2 separate regions of the Gossypium arboreum genome follow, and region 2 is linked to region 1. Evidence: chromatin contacts called from public Hi-C data. All regions are on one chromosome and are shown on one strand. The core of a region is the stretch at or near the end of the contact, and the rest is flanking DNA. Distances in the headings are between cores, read along the strand shown. Region 1 holds the start of LOC108476948 (pentatricopeptide repeat-containing protein ELI1, chloroplastic). Region 2 holds the start of LOC108479672.

Evidence for each region. A called contact is a pair of places that touch in the nucleus more often than the background predicts.
Region 2: a contact with region 1 is called in a Hi-C map of leaf, with 3 times the contacts expected there. The contact joins the promoter of LOC108479672 here to the promoter of LOC108476948 in region 1. A contact is called at or near these places in 2 of 5 Hi-C or Micro-C datasets (both in leaf).

Annotation. Positions count from the first base shown.
Region 1 is chr12:33,372,936-33,378,669 of ASM2569848v2, forward strand. LOC108476948 (pentatricopeptide repeat-containing protein ELI1, chloroplastic) reads left to right here and starts at 1,314. Exons shown (of 1, transcript XM_017779332.2): 1 at 1,314-3,855. The coding sequence starts at 1,703. The coding sequence ends at 3,601.
Region 2 is chr12:34,020,257-34,026,141 of ASM2569848v2, forward strand. LOC108479672 reads right to left here and starts at 1,457. Exons shown (of 12, transcript XR_008276193.1): 1 at 1,186-1,457.

The DNA of each region.
Region 1 (5,734 bases), core at 64-2,563:
TTGGATTTATTAAGTTGAAAATTGTATGCTAACTATTGTATGATATAAGGTATTTTTGGTACAGTTAGAAACTATCAACTAAAGTTTCGTTATCCAATAATTGCAAATATTAGTATATTACTATAAAATATTCGACCAAGATTTTTAGAATTAGATCGATAATTGAACCAATCAGGCCATTAATTCTACTAGTTCAATTGATCCATATAGTTTAATTAAATAAATCATTAAAATTTTAAAAATAAAAAGTATTTAAAAAGCCCAGTTACTTAAAAATTTGGTAAAAATGTTTTTGACAATTTTTGAAAATAAGTATGATTTTAAATGCTTAGTTGTTTTCATAGTCCAATTAGTAAGATATGATACTTTGTATCCGAATTCTTCGATCGGGTGAGGTATAAGGTGTTATAATAATAGTAATTTATTTACTTAGAATAAATTTTAATTTTTGGAAATTACGATATTTATTGATTTTTATTGAGAGAATTACTTTCATATTGAAAGTAAGTTTCATATTCTGTGTTTGGTTTTTTCATATTCTGTGTTTGGTTCGTATTACTTGAGCCCACACTCGACGGATTTTGTAGTACAAGAATAGTAGAGAATGTCATCGGTTGAAAGTCAGGATCGACTTGAATTCATCTTGCACAAAACACAATTATTTTTTAATAAAAGTTTATTACTATAAAAATCACAAATCAAGTCGATTTTGAAAATTTTTAAACTTTCACTATAAATATAAATTATTTTTTTAACCAGATTTTTCCAACAATTCTTGAATTTCCAAATAGCTTGTAGACATCTGAGACTCCTACGATGCGAAGGACTCATGGCTAATGTTTCCTGTGAGATATTGGTGCAATTGAAGGCTTTTCCCATAATTTGCTAGCAATTATAAGGGCTTACGAACTCTTCGGATTGCTTTCTTGAACTTGCAAGAAGGGAATTGTAAAACTTTCATCTCACACCTTGATGCTCAAGTTAAACATATTGAAGAAAGAAAAGAGATAAACCATATGATTTGGGGACTTACGAGATGGTTATAAATGGTGAAGGTGCTTGCCATTTATAAGATGATTGGTGACAACTAGAGAGCCAAATGTTACGGTCTTATTAAGGGCTTAATAGGTGGTAGGTGTCAATTTCGTGTTGGAAGCTTAGGGTGCACGAGATTCTTTGTTGAGCATTGAAATAGGGGATTTCTCTCCAACATTCCAGCGTGGGCCTTCTTAACTTGTGGTCTTCTTCTTTGGGCCACCTTATGTGATGTTGATAATGTAGTCTCAAATATGGGGACTCAAAGATCTGGAGTCTGAGTTGTACAACTACCAATTATTTGGTATTGATTATGATTTGGTCATATATTCTTAAATTGTGTTTATAAAATTAAAAAATTTTAAAAAAAATAGGATCCAAATAATTATTTGCTTGTTATCCGTTCAGTCTTCAAATAATCAAATGTTATGTATTCGATAATTTGAAATCGTAAGATTAAAATTTCAAATTAAAATATAAAATTAGATGCAAACATAATCTGAACTTGTTAGGTACTTCCGTTCCACTCGACTCAAGTTTGTTTAAAATCTATGTTGGATAAGGTAAAAGTACAAAGCAAGCAAATCTATGAGTATACTCTGTAAATCAAAATGCTTATCAAAAGCTTGTGAGTGCCTGAATTGTTGAGACTTTGCTTCATTCAAGCATGTCCTCAGCCCTGCTTTTCACTTCTCCTCCACCGCCAGCACCCTCCATAAACCGTAGCACTCTCTCATTCGCCGCCGTCACCAACTTTCCACCATCACCAGACAAGCTAGCTCTTCTTTTAGATAAATCCAGCTCCATCCATCACTTGCTCCAAATCCACGCAGCTCTTCTCCGCCACGGCCTTCATCAACACCCCATCCTAAATTTCAAGCTTCAACGCTCTTACTCTTCTCGAGGCCGTCTCGACTATTCACTTGCTCTCTTCAATCGAACTCTCAACCCCAACATCTTTTTCTACACTTCTATCATTAACGCCCACGCCCTCCATGGTCTCTCCCAAGAAGCTTTATTTATCTATACGCAAATGTTATTTGAAGGTGTGCAGCCTAACGAGTTCACTTTCTCTTCCATATTGAAATCTTGTTCTCTTGAACATGGAAAAATGCTTCATTCTCAAGTTATCAAACTTGGGTTTGATTCAGATTTGTATGTAAAGACAGGTCTAGTCGATGTTTACGCGAGAGGGGGTGACGTTGGGTCCGCCCGTCTCGTGTTCGAGAGAATGCCCGAGAAGAGTTTAGTTTCTTTGACCACGATGCTAACTTGTTACGCGAAACACGGGGAGCTTAAGGAGGCAAGGTTGCTGTTTGATGGAATGGTGAAGAAGGATGTGGTATGTTGGAATGTGATGATCGATGGGTATACTCAACATGGAATGCCTAAGGAAGCTTTGGTGCTTTTCAGGCGAATGTTGGCAGCGAAATCTAGGCCTAATGAAATCACTATACTGACTGTTTTATCAGCTTGTGGTCAGCTTGGAGCTTTAGAGTCAGGCAGATGGCTTCATTCCTATATGCAAAATAATGATATTCAAGTGAGTGTTCGTGTTGCTACTGCTTTGATTGACATGTATAGCAAATGTGGGAGCCTGGAGGATGCGAGATTAGTGTTCGATAGGATTCATTATAAGGATGTTGTTGCATGGAATTCGATGATTATAGGGTATGCCTTGCACGGGTTCAGCCAAGATGCATTGGAGTTGTTTCATGAAATGTGCAGGATTGGTTTGCGCCCTACTGATATTACTTTCATTGGTGTTTTGGGTGCATGTAGTCACGCTGGTTTGGTCAAAGAGGGATGGAGTTTTTTCAATGCAATGAGAGAGGAGTATGAGATCGAACCCAAGATCGAACATTATGGATGCATGGTAAACCTTCTTGGTCGTGCTGGTCGATTAGAAGAGGCATATGAGCTTGTGAAGAACATGAAGGTAGAGCCCGATCCCATCTTGTGGGGAGCTTTGCTTGGGGCATGTAGGTTACATGGTAATCTTGAATTGGGAGAGAAAATAGCAGAGTATCTTGTCAGCCACAATCTTGCTAATTCAGGGACTTATATTCTTCTTTCCAACATGTATGCTGCGAAAGGCGATTGGGAAGAGGTGGCGAGGATAAGGACCTTGATGAAAGACAGTGGGGTGCAGAAGGAGCCTGGTTGTAGCTCAATTGAAGTGCACAATAGGGTTCATGAGTTCCTTGCTGGGGATTTGAAACATCCAAAAACCAAAGAAATATATGAGATGTTAGAGGAAATAAATGGTTGGCTCAAAGCTCATGGTTACACCCCACAAACAGAGATTGTACTACATGACATAGGGGATGAACAAAAAGAGCAGTCACTTGAAGTTCACAGTGAGAAGCTGGCGCTTGCATATGGTCTTATCAGCACTCAACCGGGGACCCCTATCAAGATTGTAAAAAACCTCCGGGTGTGTTCGGATTGCCATGCTGTGACCAAGTTGATTTCTAAGATCACCGGCCGTAAAATTGTAATGAGGGATCGGAATAGGTTCCACCATTTTGTGAATGGTTCATGTTCTTGCGGGGACTACTGGTGATCAATAAAAAAGTTAGACCAACATTCTAGTTTTGTTGAAATACAGAAGCTAGAATTGAATTAGACGCTCAAAACTGATGCCCTTTTTAGTAAAGACGAACTTGCCGTAGAATGGGATTAGACCACCTTATTTTAGGCTTCTTCTTGAGGTCATTGATTCAGTGTTTTAAATGCGAAAGGGTGGGCGAGAAGGAAATTTACATGACTGAACCATCGAGGATGAATCCAACGAGTATATTAATTTTTATTTTTAAAGATTTTAATATGTGTATAACCATTTTTAATATTGTAATAGCTCAATTTTGTCCAGCTCAATAAAGATAAATAAACTCAAACAAAGACAAAACAAAAATAAAATAAATACAGCCCAATTTACCTTAACTCAATTTACCTTAACCCAATTTACAAACTGAAACCCAATGTTACACAAGCTCAAACCCACAACCTAATTTTTTTTTCAAAAAATAAAAAAAAAAACTCTAGATCCCCTATGTGCCGCTGCTCTTGGCCACGTCAGCTGATGCGTCGCCTGAGGACTGCCTCCCCTGCCATCGTTTCACCGAAATGGCAAGGGTGTGATTCCCATTTGTTGGAATGCCGGTGCCCCTAAGGCGCAGCTGAAAAATAAAATTCCGGCAATCCTAACCATGGATCCATGTGTGAAGAACAAATCAAGAAAAAAAATTATAATAATGGTTTCGAAATTATCAAAACTTCAATCTGAGTAGATAGCGACGCCTCGGCAACAAGAATTCAGAACTACTATCGAACCAAGTTGCAACTTTTTCATATGCCGACCTCTACGTAATCTACCCAATTGACAATGAACGGAAGAAGTCCCCAAAACTGTTTTGGAGATTTCTTTGCTTGACGGCCGCTAGACCACTCAAGCTAGGTTTTCGGGTTTTATTTATATATAACTCCCCTTTTTAATTGGTATATTTATAACGAATCCTAATTCAAAAAAATTTAAAATAAATAAATATAATAATGTTTTAACCAAAAATTATAATTACATTAATTATAACAAAGATTTCGGTAAACTATATTTATTTAAATTTATATACGAACCAAATTCATATATTAATAGAATTATGTTCTCATTATGTATACAACATCCTTGTACATATAATATGTTCGATATTTGATTGCCCAATTAAATTAATTCTATAATTAATTTAATTCATGTGACAACCAAACACAATACCAACTATGTTTTATTCCGATCATCTCAACCATATGGTGTGACCCAGTAGGCTCTTATAACGTTAGCAGTAATACTAGAACAATTCTAATGTTACATACAATGAGTGGCATCTAGTAATGCATCATTGCTACCTAAGTTACAGGAAGTCATGATTCGACATAACCTTTTGTGATTTACCTTTCATGCATTAATCCTTAAGTCCTTTATCTTTGGAATGAACACAAGTCATGGAATAATCACACTTGCATAGTCCATCTCATGTTTCTTGATATCTTGAGTAGACTATGATATACAAATAAGTATGACATCTCATATAAACTTATTTGAGCATGGCCATGCATTTCTAGTTTCACTCAATCAAGTGGCCTAAGATATTACTCCCATTATGTAGGAGGGACTTATTCTATATTGATCAACCATATCCCTCTACATAGATTGTGGTATATCCAACATCAGCCTTTATAGAACAATCAGTTACGGTGTACATTTGACTGTATTAAAATATACAACTCACGATGTTGGGATAATGATGATCTCAAGTCTGAGGATCAGATACATATTAATCACTATGAGTAATGTTGTGACAATTACATAATAATCCAAGAAACATACTCATAGTGGGTCAGTCCAATATGTTGTTCTCTAACACACATATTCATGCATTGATTTTGACACTCCATATCAATGACAACTCTTTATCATCAATCAACTACATGTTAGACTTAATGCATTATTGTTGTCCTAGTCAACAATAATACTTGACTAAGGATCTTTTAAGAACAATCATATTATTCTCAGGACATTATTATAAAACAATTTATTTATACACACAGAAAAGAAACTGAAATAATAATGGAAACGCCTTATATTAATAAACATGGTAAATCAAGTATGTTATTACAACCATCTCATGATTAATCTTTAGGC
Region 2 (5,885 bases), core at 207-2,706, 650 kb after region 1:
CAAATGATTAAGCGGAACAGGTGGGGCAAGCAATTCACCTGCCCCGCCATGTATCCATTTTTTAAAGGAAAAAAAATCACTCCATTCAAAACAGATCGGTGCGAAATCCACCGAACGATTCTGGTTTACCATCATTACGTGGATTAAAAAAAGTAAATTATAAAATATAATAAAATCTTTTATATTTCTGAAAATGTTCTCGTCTTCTTCGATTTCTAATGTGGACAATAATGGAGAAGGTGACTCTCTTCCTGAGGATTCCATTATAAAGAAGGTCCATTTCAAGGAATCGAATGTGATTACTGAAGATGTGATGGCTGTGGAGGACTCCAACACTAAAAAGGTCCGTTTCAAGGATTCAGATGGGTCTTCTGAAGATGTGATGGTCGTGGAGTCATCACTAACACCTTCTCTTCCCTGAAAAGATAAGCTAGTGGGGAAGGATATTCTTGCGTCGAATAAGACAAAGGGTGATCACTTCGTTGTCGATAATTTTTCCCTCACTGAGCAAGATGTAAAGAAATAGGTTGTTGATGGTATTCCTTCAATCGATTTCTCGGAGAGAGTTTATCAGTTATTGGAAAAAGGAGATGTCGTCCTCTGTGGTTCTCAAGATGCTTGGTCGGAACCTTGGAATCACGACTCTGTATAATAGATTATATGGGATTTGGAAGCCATCTAAGCCTTTTTAATTAATGGATATAGAGAATGGTTATTTTCTCGCTAAATTTCAAAGTACTGATGACTATGATAAGATCCTTTCTCAGGGGCCGTGGGTTATCTTCGGTCATTACCTAACCGTTCAACCATGAACGATCGATTTCAATCCTAGTCTACCTTTCCCTAATATGGTTCTCACATGGATTCAACTTCCTAGCCTCCCTAGTTATTTATATTAGAAACAGATCCTAATGGAGATTGGGGGAATGGTAGGCAAAGTCACTAAATTAGATTTCAATACAGATAGCAAAACACAGGGTCGATATGCTCACATAGCAGTTTATGTCAATTTAGGGAGATCTTTAATTTCTAAAATTCTCATCAATGGCAGTCCTCAAACAATTGAGTATGAGAATCTACCGGTGGTATGTTTCAAGTGTGGCTGTTATGGACACATCACAGAGAACTGTCCGGCTGTTACAAATTCTTCAAAGACAAAGAGAAAGAGGAAACGTCTGAACAAACCTCTGCATCTTCTGTGGTGGCCAGAGATGGGGAGTACGGCCCCTGGATGCTGGTGGAGCTGATGAGCAGACGTGGCACCTTGGATGGAATCAAAAAAGGAAATAATTCCAAAGGGGAGAAAAATTCAGGGTCAAGATTTCAATCGGTAACAGGACTGGAGGCGAATTTAACGGATGAGGATTTAAGTAAGGTAAGTCACAGGGATTTGAAGAAAAAAGGGAAAGTCACAAGTGATTCTCAAGAGAAAATTTCAACGGGTAAAAAACCTGGTTTTAATGGCTCTAAGAAAGCGAATGTGGGCCTGTTGGTGGGGAAACTCCTAATTGGACAGGCCTATGACCCAAAGATCCATAATTTTCAAAAGGACCATAATCAGGTTGGGCCCAAGACGGGTTTGGTCCCCCACACACATTCGGCTGCTTCTCAGCAGGCCTCATTGGACTTTCAGCAGACCTCCAGTAGCTTTGATTTTAGACAGCAGAAAGCGGCCCAAGCTTCGAATGAGGCTGTTACAGTTTTTTCGAAGACTGCGAGTGCCACGCATGTTTCTTGCCATAATATTGGAGAAAATAATCAGCCCCTAAATTCAGATATTTCTGAATCCTCTTGTCCTTTAATTTCAAATTCACAGTTTGGTGGTGATGCAGAACACGTGAAGGTGGACACGTCTTCTTCAGTCCAAAAGCAAGCGCAACATGTAGTACACTCTAACCCCACATTTGAGAAGAGTTCGTTTGTTAATGTAGAGGTAAAGGGAGGAGTTCTAGAAGCCAAAAATCATTCGGCAGTGGTATTCAAAAGGAGTAGCATTCTGGAGCCGATCAGCGAGGAGATAGAGGATAGTGTCTGCCCGTTTGAAATTAAATTTCCTAGAGAGGATTTGAAAAGACAAATTACCAATGCCAAAGTAACTAGCTCTAAAGAAGGGTGGAAACTCAATAAAATCCGAAAGGGACCGGGTAATCGTTTCAAGAATTCTGAAAATACCCACGTTCACTTTGTTGATTCTATGAAGAGGGTAACAGAGCTTATTGCATCTGAAATTGATGGAGATTCTGCTAATGATTTTTCTCGAAAAAAAGGAGAGCGAGAGGAGTTTTCCTCTACCGGACACCATTGAGATAATTTTTTTTTCTATTTTAATTTTTATTATGATGAACATGTCTATTTTATCTTAGAATGTGCAGGGGTATGCGTCTGATAAATTTTTGCAAGATTTTCGTGAGTATAATAATCAGTACAAGCTCGATAAAATTAGCCTTTTTGAGCCAAGAATTAGTGGGATTAAAGCTGACACAATTATTGCTAAGTTATGCTGGGATAAGTCGTATCGAGTGGAAACAGTGGGATTTTCTGAAGGTATCTGGATTGGTTGGAAGAATTCAATTGATTTGGAGGTGATCGGTAATTATCCTCAATTTATCCTAGCTTGTATTTGCTCCAAATTACATCCTCATCCGGTCCTTATTGCTTTTGTTTATGGGAGCCCTGATAAACAGAAAAGGAAAGTCACACAGTTCCAAGTGTGTCTGTTCCTTGGATAGCCATTGGAGATTTCAACTCCATCCTCTCTTTAGAAGATAAAAAAGGTAGCCATGTCAATGGCCGCAAATGTCAGTCCTTTGGTGAATTTATGGGCAAAGCTCTTTTACACGACCTGGGTTTTCAAGGTCCCCCATTCACGTGGCATCGTGGTAATCTTTCTTAAAGACTTGATAAGGCTGTGGGAAATGATGCTTGGATGGAAGCCTTCCCTAATTGTTTAATTACCCACCTTCTCAAAATCAAATCTGACCATCGGCCTTTGCTACTGAAGCTTCGCTATGATGGTAGTGGTGCTCCTAATAGATTCTTCCAGTTTTAGCTGGTTGGTTGCATCACCATAATTTTTCTGAATTTGTTAAGAATAATTGGAGCTTCAATGGTAATATGACAAGTGCAGTTGAGGAATTTACAGATAAACTCAAAGAATGGAACAAATGTGTTTATGATCATATAAGTCTACGGAAGAGGCAGTTAATGCACAAAGCTTGCTAAAATACAATATGTTTTGGATCTCTCGGGGTCTAATTCTCTTTTTCAGCAGGAAGTGATTGTTCATGATAAGCTAGAAAATATTCTTCATCATGAGGAGATGCTCTGGAAGCAAAATTCTAAATGTAAGTGGCTAAACTTGGGAGATCTCAATACTAGCTACTTTCACAGACGTATGGTTTTGAGAAAGAATTTTAATAAAATCACCGCTTTATGTAATACTGATGGAGAATGGATTTTTGACCCTGAGGTTCTTAAGACGAAAATGGTTAACTTTTTCCAGAATTTTTATGGGGAGAATCCATGTCCGTTAGGGTTTCTACCTCCTAATGCTTTTCCAAGGCTTAGTACTGAAGATGTTGATCTACTAGGGAGAGGTGTTACGAATGAGGAAATTAGGGCTGCCCTTTTTGATATGGCAACCTTGAAAGCCCCGGGTAGTGATGGGTTTCAAGTGGCTTTCTTTCAGAACCAATGGGATAATATAATGTGAGCTATTTGTGAGTGGGTTAAGAAGTTTTTTGAGGGAGGAACAATTGAACCAGCGTTTAATAACACTCTTATTGTGTTAATACCTAAAGTTTCGAACCCGAAAAACTTCTCGTAGTTTCATCCTATTAGTCTCTGCTCAGTGTTATATAAGCTAGTCATGAAGGTCATTGCAAATAGATTCAAAAGTATCTTCTCGAAGATCATTGGACAAGAACAAACAGGTCTCATTGTAGGGAGAAGCATTATTAATAATGTCATCATTGCCCAGGAAGTGTTACATGTAATGAGATCCAAGAAAAAGCTTCAGTGGATGGCCATCAAGATTGATTTGGAGAAAGCGTACGATAGAGTCAGATAGGATTTCATGGAAGCTTCTCTTAATGTAGCAGGTATTCCTCATTATCTGGTTAAAGTTATTATGAATGCTATTTCGTCTTCCTCTATGCAGGTTTTATGGAATGGTATTCCAACTCAAAAGTTTAGACCGATTAGAGGTATTCGGCAAGGATGTCATTTATCACCATATCGTTTTGTTCTTTATATGGAATGGTTGGGTCATAAATTTCACGCGGGTATTTCCTCAAGGGAGTGGCGTCCCATTCAACTATCTCGCATAGGACTGAATCTTTCACATTTGTTTTTTGCAGACGATTTAGTGATTTTTAGTATAACAGATTTGACTTATAATGGAATACTCAAGAATTTTTTGAGTAATTTTTGTGAGCTATTAGGTCATAAGGTCAATGTCAGGAAAACAAATGTTTTCTTCTCCATGGTGTTAACGAGTCCTTAAGGAGTGAAATCAATGACATGTTTGGCTTTCAAGAAGTTAATGATTTGGGTCACTATATCGGGGTTTCATTATTTCATAAAAGGGTCACCAATGATATTCTTAATTTTTTAGTGGAAAGAGTTCGTAGTCGGCTTGCTAGTTGGGATGTGAAATAGCTTTCTTTTGCTGGAAGGGTTACCTTAGCACATTCTGTTCTTCTGGCTATCCCGAGTTATCTCATGCAGTCAACTCTTATCCCTAAGGGAATTTGCGACTCTATCGAAGAATTAGCTAGACAGTTCATTGGGGGGCTGCGGAGTGGAGAAGAAAATTGGATTTGGTAGGGTGGAATAACATTTGTCAGCCTAAGTTGCATGGAGGCCTTGGATTTCGACGTTTGGAGGATCAAAACAAAGCTTTCATGATGAAATTTGGTTATAGTCTTATTACTAAGATTGAAGCTTTATGGGTTCAAGTTCTTAGAGCTAAGTATAGCTTTCATAAGGCATTGCCAGATTCTATCATGCGAAATAGGTGTTCTTATATATGGAAAGTAGTTGCTAAAGCTTGGCCTTTGTTGTGCAATAACATAATTTGGTCTATCAGTAATGGGAGGACTGTCCGCTGTTAGGAGGATAATTAGGTTCCAAATGTTGGACCCCTTAATCAGTACGTATCGGGTCAAGGTAACATTGTTACTCAGAGTAAAGTTAATGAGATGGTTATGGATAATGGTGATTGGAACCTTGATCTTTTTAGATTGTGGTTGCTAGAAGAAGTGGTCATTCAAATCATTAGCATTCCTCCTCCTTTAGACTCAATTGGGCCTGATATTCTTTCTTGGTCTAGAACAACAACTGGTGTTTTTCTATGAAAAGTGCTTACTTTATGCTTAAGGAGGAGTCTTGGAATCCGAAGGATGTGAACTAGAGTATTGTATGGAAAATTCCAGGGCCCCAACGAGTAAAACAGTTTATCTGGTTGGTTCTTAAGCAGTGTCTTTAAACTAATTTGAGTAGAGAGGTATTGTGCTTCGCGTCATCTCTGTGGCCATTCAACGAAAGATATTTTTCATGCTCTTAGGGATTGCTCTTATGCTCAGGAAATTTGGAAACAAGTCATCCCTTCCAATCATTTCGATAGCTTCTTCGCTGGTAATATTTCAGAGTGGTTGTTTTTGAATTTGCATTTTCATCCTTCCGTTAGTCCAAGTAACTCGACTTGGACTTGCCTATTTGGGATTCTCTTTTGGTGCATTTGGAAGAACCGAAATTTGATCATTTTCTCCTAAGGACATTATCAGTGCCTCTTATAGTTGGGCGAATCATTTCTCCTCTATTCAGAATACAATGTTGGAATGCCGCCCAAATCAGTCATCTATTCATCAGAATTCAGGTATATG